Linked DNA regions of Mus musculus: region 2 is linked to region 1. A link is a contact called in public Hi-C data. All regions are on one chromosome and are shown on one strand. Each heading gives the region's core, a stretch centred on a gene start, on an enhancer-like site or on the middle of the called end of the contact. The rest is flanking DNA. Distances are from core to core; before and after follow the strand shown. Region 1 overlaps Gm39638 (a long non-coding RNA gene). Region 2 holds the start of Tmeff2 (transmembrane protein with EGF-like and two follistatin-like domains 2).

The links. Hi-C and Micro-C count contacts between places; a contact is called where the count stands out from the background.
Region 2: a contact with region 1 is called in a Hi-C map of cortical neurons, with 7 times the contacts expected there. The contact joins the promoter of Tmeff2 here to the enhancer-like site in region 1. A contact is called at or near these places in 12 of 484 Hi-C or Micro-C datasets (brain, cerebellar granule neurons, cerebellum and 5 more) and 4 of 115 datasets of contacts at active chromatin or transcription factors (astrocytes, embryonic forebrain, forebrain and 1 more).

What each region holds. Positions count from the first base shown.
Region 1 is chr1:47,277,091-47,282,322 of GRCm38.p6, reverse strand. The region is part of intron 1 of Gm39638 (a long non-coding RNA gene); the gene reads right to left. Among named protein-coding and RNA genes, the nearest start is that of Gm39638, 28 kb to the right of the region's middle. Within about 2 kb of position 3,767, at least 13 of the 459 cell types and tissues checked have an H3K27ac peak or open chromatin away from gene starts, as enhancers often do. A contact at or near this core is called in cerebellar granule neurons, cerebellum and cortical neurons, where this site is marked.
Region 2 is chr1:50,924,754-50,929,716 of GRCm38.p6, reverse strand. Tmeff2 (transmembrane protein with EGF-like and two follistatin-like domains 2) reads right to left here and starts at 2,194. Exons shown (of 10, transcript NM_019790.4): 1 at 1,598-2,194. The coding sequence starts at 1,769.

The DNA.
Region 1 (5,232 bases), core at 2,518-5,017:
GCTTAGGGTATCTTAATAACAGAGTAAAGCTGGAGGTATTAAAGATGATTCTAGATAGTTTTTAATATATTACTAATTAAACAGAGACTATATGTATTTTGAATAAGGTCTGCAATCAAAAGCAAATGACTGAGATTTTTGTTTTGTTCTTATTCTTTGGGGTTTTTTACATCAGAGTTTCTCTGTGTAGACCTGGCTGTCCTAGAACTTACTATGTAGACGAAGCTGGCCTCAAACTCAGAGAATTCTGCTTGCCTCTGACTTCAGAGTGCTGAAATTAGAAGGCTGTGCATCCCTGGTATGGTGGCACACACCTTTAATCCCAGAACTCAGGAGGCAGAGGGTAGAAGTGGATAGCATCCCTGTGAGTTTGAGATTAGCCTGGTCTACAAAGTGACCATTTTCTAGATAATCAGGGCAACATAATGAGACTCAGTCAAGAAAAAAAGAAAGGAAGGAAGGAAGAAAGGAAGGAAGGAAGGAAGGAAGGAAGGAAGGAAGAGAGAGAGAAAGAAAGAAAAAGAAAAAGAAAAAGAAAAAGAAAAAGAAAAAGAAAAAGAAAGAAAAAGAAAAAGAAAAAGAAAAAGAAAAAGAAAAAGAAAAAGAAAAAAAGAAGAAAAGAGGGCTGGAGAGATGACTCAGCCGTTAAAGGCTAGGCTCACAACCAAAAATACCAGGACCAAGAAGTGGGAGTGGGAGGGTAGGGGAGCAGGGCTGGACGGGGGCACTATCAGGGACTTTCAGGATAGCATTTGAAACGTAAATGAAGAAAATATCTAATAAAAATTGAAAAGAAGAAAAGAATAGAAGAGAAAAGAAGTAAACAAATATCAGTATCACAATGGACAATGTTTTCAAGTACTACAAGTGAAAGAGTTGCTACTAATTATTTTTCCAACAATAACTTTCTTTGAAAGCTAGTGAATAATTTATTCCTAGAAACTCACATGAAAACTGCAAATTTATCTATCAACAATGATACAAAAATGATACATCATACATGAGGACAAGATAATAAGGCATGAAAATCTCTAACATGCTTTGAGAATAAAATGTGCCAGCGAAGAAAGACAAATACAAGATCCAGTGAAGACTAAATTGATGTTGGTATGTAAGGGACCAGATGTAGCTGCAGAAGAGAGAAAGCGGATTGATTACATGGCACTGTGTGCCACACATCATAGCCCTATGAGAAGACCTCCAACTTGTGACTTCCCTGAACTCAGCACTTATCCTTGTTTACCCCCTACTCAGATATTGGGAGAGAACTACCTGAAGGAAGCTAACTTCCTTTCAGGTACTATTAGAATCACTAAGGGCAAAAGACTGTAAAGTCATGTGCAACCAGCTCTTCAAAGTCAGATTTTCTCAGTCTAAGACAAGGAAAAGCCCAATGAATCACAAGAAATCTGGGAGATTATTATTGAGAATTATGGTGGATATTATTAAGCAGTGCCCTTTATGACTGTCAGAATAAATGTATATTGTAAATTTATTCCCTAATATAAAAACAACTAGAGAGAACTAAAGCTTTTATTGATGTCTCACTTAGAGAGAGTTTAAGGATAAATAATGATAAGAGGAAGTCTAAAGACAATAAAACAAACTGAAAAGCAGTTTAAGACTTTCCAACCATGAACTGTAAGCCTGAATGTTCAACTTTTATTCACTCCTTTGCAGGTTATATGACTAACATTATATAGAGCTGTAAACTTGGTTCTATCATTAAAATAAAATAGGTTTCTTTACATTCATTTCCTGGCTTTAAAATACAGGATTTAAGCAGTATAGTTGTTGCATCTCACTTAAATTGCAAAACCCAACAATTAATAGTATATATTTTGTGCTAGCCACAGGAATGGACAATTTCAAGAAATCTTGCTCAAATAACTCTCAAGACACGTTTCCATCCTCACTAGCAAGCCAGCATTGATGTTGACGTAACAAAGAGTGTTATTTTCCACAAGAGCATGTTGATGAACCTAGGATTATTTGCAGCTCTCCTACTACACTGCAGAAGTCAGGTGACTGACGTCCTGTCAGAAAATAGAAACCAATTTGTGTAGTTTCCTGACTACTTTCTGAATAGCCCAAAGCGCTGCCAGCTTGCAGTGATCAAGGAGTGGAAGCCATGGCTAGGGAGTTAACCTATTGGTTCAGTGGTAGTCCGATATGGAAAGGCACCTCCCCCCTTCCCCAAACAGGATTATTATTACTGTTCATATTATAGCATTATCACCTTTATGGCCTATAATCAAGATCTGCTCCTTGCAACTGTGCTCCTTAGGACAACTAGAGCATGCTTAGGATACACAAGTGGGATGTATGTTTCTGTGGTAGCTGAAAAAATTTCACAGTGAGAACTCACAAAGAAGATTTTTGGCTCAAGGCCATATTTGATTGTGAATAGACAGAATGAAAGATATGAATGAGCAGCCAGTGTTCCCATGGTACATGGACCTCAAAATTAATCTTAAGATGCAGTTAAAATTGATAAAAAATATTCTCGATCCTCTTCAGAGTGTATCTGAACAATAGTACTTCCTATATCTCTGATAAATTCAATTAACAGGGGAAAAATATCCCTTTCTTTATAGAACCTGAGAATTTTAATTGGAGCCTTGCACACACTAGGAAAACATGTTACTGAGCTCTATTCCCAGCCCAGCAATATCTTTATCACCTTTACGTATCTCAAAGAATGATGTGTTTGCATTATTTTGTGTAATTTGAGCGTGGAAGGAAAAATGACAATTTTGATTAATTGACATGCTACAAATAATATGGGAAAAACACTGTAGATTCAATAGTCGCCAAACTCTGCTTCCCTGAGAAGCACCATCTCCACATGTAACCACGGATGTTTATTATATAAATGTCAGGTAGTACTTATGAACATAGTGCGTTCTTTATAAATGAACGCTTTCAGTAAGGGATCCCTCAATACCTTTAGTTTTTAGCCATTTTGAATCTATAGTGCTTGGCATCCGTATTCCTAAATCCTAGTTCCCTATAATAAAGACCTCTCTCTGACTGTGATTGAATCTGGGAACTGTACCTCTATTGGAGTAAACAAGCAAAGACAACAGGGACAGAAATCTGTATAATGTTTAAACAATCACAAGATTTGTTCCTCACAACAGTAGTTCTCAGGCTGTCATAAGAATTACTCAACTTCTTAAAAGAAAAATAGTGACCATTCTATGCAAACTGGGGAATCAGCATATTAGCCAAAATCAAACACACACTACACTTGGAAAAATAAGCTATCGCAAAACTGGCACCAAAAACTTCCTCCATCAAGATGGGAAGGATGGTATCTCAGTGCCAGCATAGTGCCACAAAAGTTCCACATTGCACAGATTTTCATAATTGAGTGGTCTGGGTGGAGACCTGATAGAACCACTCTAAATGTCATTGATGCCACCGCTGATAAAGCTGAACTGTACTCACTAATATGCTACGCTCTGGGAGGTTCTTTATGCTGGAGGCTGGGACTGCTGCCCAGACACTGTGATTGTAATGAAGATAGGCATGGGACTTTAATTCCACCCTTACCCCAAATGCTGAAAAGCAGTTAGGATTGAATCCTTCTGTAAGAAGTAAGAACATGATAGACTGAGTTGAAATTTTTATTCCCAAGCATCCCAATGACAATATGCAAATATAATTTCTTTCTTAATGTTCTATTAAAATGATTGATGTCAAATTAAACCTCTGAAATAGTGGCTGCTCATGTGAAAGAGTGACAGTTGGCCAGCATGCCATTGTTATCGGTGTTAACAGTTTGCAATCTGACTGACTTAACCACCCATTGTATTTAGCATGTGTGCATCTATACATCCTAATTTGCACTTCCTAAAAGAGTATTCCTTAATGAACAATTGGACTTGTGGCAGCTGTTCCCTGATTACCTTTTCAAAATCTTATTTGCAAACAAGTTTCAGCTATCCAGTACCCAAAAGGTCGTCTAACACCATCTCATTGAATTTTTAAAGATCGAAGTAATAGCTAAAAGGTAAAATCTTCCTTTGGAAGATCTTTATGCATATGCTGTTTGCAGGACCTGCTTTCAAAGCCATATCCTCCAGAATGAAGACAAAAGGAAATAAAAGAGGTAAACCTCATGTGCCAAATGCTGTAGAGAGAAAATGCCATGCTATGCCAACCCAATACATTTCATAATCTGAGTGGCATTCTCAGACCCCCCAGCACCCTGGCAAGCTCCGGAAACCACCCCATCCAGGCGACCAGAATTCCAAAACACCTGCATACTATGTCTAAAATTAGACTATTGAAATTCTCCCTGGATTGTCACTTTCCTTTATTATGAACACATATTTTCTCCTGTCATCAAGGCTACCTTAAATGAGTAAAGAGTGCCCCCAAGTGGCTACATACAATATTCCTAAACCAAGTCCCCTAAATACATGTGTGTATGTATATGTGTATATGTACATATATGTACACATGTATGGATATGTATATATTGTTTTTAAATTGTGTTCAAACTTTTAAGAAAGACTAGGTTATTCACGTCTATTTAGAATGTATTTCAAAAAAACAAGTTATATCTCTGTAAGAACAGAATTTCCAGAAATTGTTGGCTACATGGTGATTTATTAGCATGTACATCTACAGCTTCTAGAACTCTTTCTCATTAAAAAGGTCATCATTTATGCCTAGGTATTTCAAACATACTGAATCAACGTAAGCACAGAAGATCACATAGATTTCACATAATATTCATGCCTACATATGCAGTATATTTATATCAAACTCACCCCTATCCCATCCTGCCCAGTTCTGACAACTGCCACTTTTTCTTACTAACCTCAAACACTCTCTTTTTAATTTTAAAATACACACTGAATACACTTAGAACTCTGTGTGTGTGTGTGTGTGTGTGTGTGTGTGTGTGTGTGTGTGTAGTGTGCAACCATTCTCTGAGTTCATGTAGCCCCTCATAGCCCACATTCTAAAGAGAATGTCTTTTCCTGCAAATGTCATCAACCTTCTTACCCAGCTGGAAACTCTATGAATTGTAATAAAGGAAGGAAGCAAGATTTTTAAAGTACTATGTAATGCCAGCATCATTGACCCACTTCTCCACCTTCCATTTTAAATGGTTATCCAATTTAACGGAAGGATAATTCATAGATATTACCGTAAGTCTATTTAATTATTAGCTTTGTCTTATAATCATTTATTCCCCCATTAAACAAACACATC
Region 2 (4,963 bases), core at 945-3,444, 3.6 Mb before region 1:
GTTGTGTTTCATAAAATGCCAAATTTAGAAATTACCAAAAGAAGAACCAAGTCAGTCTACTGACCCAAATCTAATATGACTGTACATTTCAACTTGTCTTAGCCAAGGTTAAACTGGAGTGGTGCACATTAATTAATTGACCTCAAGAGTTGTATTAGTCATCTCTTAGAACTGTACATGCCTCTACCTATAAGTTATATTTAATAATCACATCCTCTCAAAAGTTACACACACTTCCTTTCACTTACACATCTCCAAAGGCTATCTTATTCAAAGTCGGATTTAATTGTGAGAAGATTTTACTTAACTAAAATGAAATGTTATAAACACACTTGCTAAAACAAGACCAGATTAGACCATGGAGACAATGACCATGTGTGCTTATAGAGTTTAAAATGCCAAAGAAATTACACTATGATTCTTCAGGTAAACTAGACACTCTGATACTGAAATGTAAAACCAGCCAGTAAGAGTGCAGTAACTTCGATCTTTGGGCCCCTTTCAATTAGAGGCTTCAATAGCATGCAGGTGTCAAGCTTCAGTATTCTGACAGAGACTGAATGAGCAAGAGGACTGCCTGACAATGAAACCCAGTGCAGAAGTGAAGGGGTTGGGACCTGCCATGGTAGGGTCACTGTGCTCTCAGAAGAGAGTCTATCAGCCTTGGGGCATGCCCATTCTGGCGTGGGGGAGGGGGCGGGGATCTATGTTTGCTTCTTTCTCAACTTCTGTCCTCCACATAAGAACTTGGATGGGCATACTTTGGCTACAAAATCAATGTCTTTCAAAGTCAATGGCATTTGCAGCCAAAGGAAGAGAGAAGAGAGTGGGGGTGGGGGTGAAAGGAGAGAAGAAAAGGGAGGGAGAGGGAGCGCTAGAGAGAGCAAAAGAGAGAGCTAGGGAGGTATAGACAGAACAAGCTAGAGGAGAAAAGAGAAAGAAAAGGGGGAGGAAGAGGAGAGGGGAGGAGAGGAGAGGAGAAGGGAGGGCAGGGGAGGGGAGGGGAGGGGAGGAGAGGAGAGGAGAGGAGGAAGAGAGAGAGAGAGAGAGAGAGAGAGAGAGAGAGAGAGAGAGAGAGAGAGAGAGAGAGAGAGAGACTCCGTTCCTGGAAACTTGCCTCCTTAGAATTATCTGTGGCCCAGTGCTGACTAGAAAACCCCTGCATTCAGAAGCATTTTCGGCAGCCTTAACAGTTTCCCTGCAGTCATCATTTGATTTATTGCTTTCTTGATTGTTCTTTCTCATAAAGTTATTTTTCGCACATCCAGGCTAGACTCTTTTATTTTTATTTTTATTTTTTTTAATGATGGGAAATGTTCTGCGTTAGTGTTTTCCCCCAGGATGGAGAACTACCTCTGTAGTATTTCTCTAAATCCTCCGATTTGAAAGGGGCAAACATCTATGGTTCCCCACACCTGTACTTTGTTCCTATCCCAGCACGCCCAGCCTTAGCTGAAGCAGTTCTCAATGTTTCTCAGGATTGAGGTGGGAAGTTCTGGGTTTCAGGCAGTGGCTGGGCAGACATATGAGAGTAGACAGGTCTGTGCGGGTTCCGCGCTTGGAGAAGTGAAGTAGAGGGCTGAGGGTCTGGACTTACCGGAGCAGTTCCAGCCGGTGGGCGTTTGGCAGTCACTTAAGGAGGTAGGGAAAGCAGCGAGTTTTACCGGGCGGGCTATGATAAGCAGCGTCACGGGCAGCAGCAGCAGCCAGCAGAAGCCCTCGCAAAGTGTCCAGCTGCTGCACTGCCGCGGGGACTCCCACAGCACCATGACTACTTCGCGCAACTCTGCAGCAACCAAAGGCTTCTGAAGAACACGGGATCGCAGGGGCCACGCAGCGGGCTACTGAGCATCCCGCGGACCGCGGCAGCAGAGGAGGGGGCGGCGGCAGGGACAGCCGGCGGTGATACTGCGACCAAAGGAGAGCATGATCTCCGGAGTTTCAGCAACATCCAGTGACCGGGCTCAGCCTGCGGAGTGAGAGGATAGTCCGCTGAGAAGCTGCGCCCCCGATGCAAGGAGCTGCTGCCATAAGGAACAGGGTCGGGGCAAAGGAGGAGCAGGAGACAGAAACCAGGGTGCGGAGAGGAGGCGGCCAATCGGCCGAAGAGAAGAGCGCGACCAGACTGGGTGGAGGGACAGTCACAGCGCCCCGCAGCCCAGCCGCCGCCTCTCGCGCTCTGCCGCCCGCATCCCTCTGGCGTTTGGGAAGCAGCAGGTCCTTAGCCCGCCCGGGGTCACGTGGGAAGCGGCAGTCGGACTCTGATTGGCGGAGCGCGATGCAGGTCCCGGGAGGGAGGGGTCGGTGAGGAGGTGCAAGGAGGAGGCGGCCACTGATGCCACAGATGGGCTAGTTCTCTAGGCTCTAACCCGAGTGGGTCTAGGCGGGATGGCTCCTGGGAGAAGCTCAGGCTTCAGGGCGGCTACTCCCACGTTCTTTCTCCCACTTGCCTGGCTTCTCTGCTCCATGACGCCCCCTACTGTGTGCGAGGTCCAGGCTCGCGCCTCTCTTCTGTGCGTGACCCCGGGCTGACAGCACCCGCTGCGGCTGGGTGGCCTTGTCTTCCAGCTGGATGTGGTGGGGGCGGAGTAGGTGGAGGACCCGCAGCCACAGGGCAATAGGGGAAGCGGGTAGGGAGCAGAGGGCGTCCCGTTGGCGCCGCCGGTCCGGGAAAGAGATCCAGGCTGGGCATGTCCTGGTAGCTTAAGAAGCATTAGGATGCTTCTCTAGGCGGTGGCAGAGAAAAGAGGGCAAGAGGCGGCAGTGCGAGAGCCAAAAGACTCTGGTGGCTTAAAGCAGCAGCAGCAGCTAGCTCCCCGAGCAAGCCCGACAGTGCTCGCCAGGCTGGAGCAGCCAGTTTCGCTGGCTCTCCCCATTCTCCCTGTGCCTCCTATCCCTTCCAGGCTCTCCGCAGCTCAGCCTGCTAGATTTGATTCTCTTTCCCTGGAGCTCTTTGGTAAGGTACAGACCGGAACCTATTTGTGGGGCTGTCTAAAAGGTTCAACAAAATGTTGTTGGAAGGTCAATTTTGGTCTGGACAGGAGGCCGGAGGAGCAGCGAGAGACTTCTCTGAATCCAAGCTGAGAATGGGTTACAGGGCGAATCCACAGAGAAGCGGCATCCCGGAGGAGAGCTTGGAGTGATTGGGCGTTAGACTTGGGCGTTTTACACCTTGTCTGTGGATCCCCAGCTACCTGGGAGAGGCAAGGGAGCCTAGCCCGGCAGGAGTCACTACCTCCGCTTGGTTCTCCTTAGCCCCAGCAGAAACAGCAGAGAGATATCAGCCTTCCTTCTGCTGCACTCCACGCAGTTAGACACACTCTTTAGCTTAATGGCATGTTAGTTCTCAGGGCCCAGAGCTTTTTGGGACATAGATGGAGAGAAGAGTCTGTCTCCTACGACTCAGGTCACTACTGCAGTCACAGGGTTCTTGGTGCCTTGCACCAAAGAGGTTTCCTTTTGCGTTTGTATCATTCAGTTATTTATGGTATTTTTTCATTCACATTATACATATATACTCCTGCTCTATTTCTCTTTCCTTTCTCCTTCTCTCCTTCTTCCTTTCTTTCAAAAGCTTTCCCCTTTCTCTTTCTTTAAATTTCCTTGTATCGCCCTCCCATAACCTCCTGAATCTTGACTAAGAGCATTGTTTGATAGCATCTAACAAGCAATTAACGAGCTTAACCAACCACTTAAAAGCGGCACCAATAGACTTTGAAAGGCGGACTATCTATCTATCCTCCGCAGACACCACCAGAAAACAAACTGTGCCAAAGCAGTCCCTTTAAGTCCTGTACCCTCCAACCTCTCCCCACTCCCTTGCTTTTTAACTTCGCCTCTGTGAGACGTGATCCTGCAGCACCTCTGAGCCTCAAAGCCACCTCTCTCTTTCTTCCTCTATGTGAAACCCTTCCCTTTATCTTACATCCCGCCTCCCTCCCAAGACTACCTTTCCCCCTCCCCCGCCCACCTCTCAAGATTTCTGAATCTTGGTGTCTCTTGCCCCTGGCAAATAAGCAGCCGCAGATCTCAGCGTTCCAGTCAATGGCATCTCTCACCAGCGAAGACTCCATTAACACAGATCAATTTGACCAGACATTGGAGGCATCAGAAAAATCGGCTTTTAGATGGAGCAACTGAATTGTTGAAGGTAAAGGAATGCCCAGAAGATGGAGCTGCCAAAGATATCGCAAAAACAAAGAAACAGAGATGCCTTTCAGTGGAGTCTGCGACATACATTCAAGCTTAATGCAGATCTAGCTGCATCAGCCACACAGTACCGAATGAGGATTTGGAATTTTCCATACCAAAGCGTGGATCAGCGATCAGCAACTAATCAGGCTTTTGAATATGAGCCCCTCTGCAGTTATGGCAAAGTCCCTCAGACAATGTGTTTTTGCAGCGATTATGATCATAAACCAGCGCTAGGGTTGCAGGGTTTGACTGTAACCTAGAATTACAAGGAAAAATGTTACTGAATTCTCTGCTTAGTAAAATTTTGGTGTGCTTTGTAAGAATTTGTATTCTTCAGACACTTTGCCCACAGTAACTTAAACTGCCAAATGAGTTAATGACTGGCTGCGATGGGTAGCAAACACAGTTACCTGCACAGAGGTTCTTTAAATTATTGAGGAGTTGGAACCAAAGCCTTTCAGTTGGAGATGCTGTGATTCTGTCCCGCTCAGGATACATTTAGTGTTACAGTGCCACCAAGAAACGGAATTTTGCAACTGGCAGGCACCACCAAGTGGCAGAAGAACATCATTTACTGAAGGGAGCACTGCATTGTTCAATATGTAAATAAAAATATGCATATTATTTAGTTCTTCATTAGGTATTGAGGAAATAGACAGGCACTGACATTGCCTTATCATAAAATTGTACTAGCTCTTCGACTCTTTCCCAGCAAGCTCAAAGCAGTTTCTTTACTACACTTAACTTTCAAATATGCCTATGAATCGTG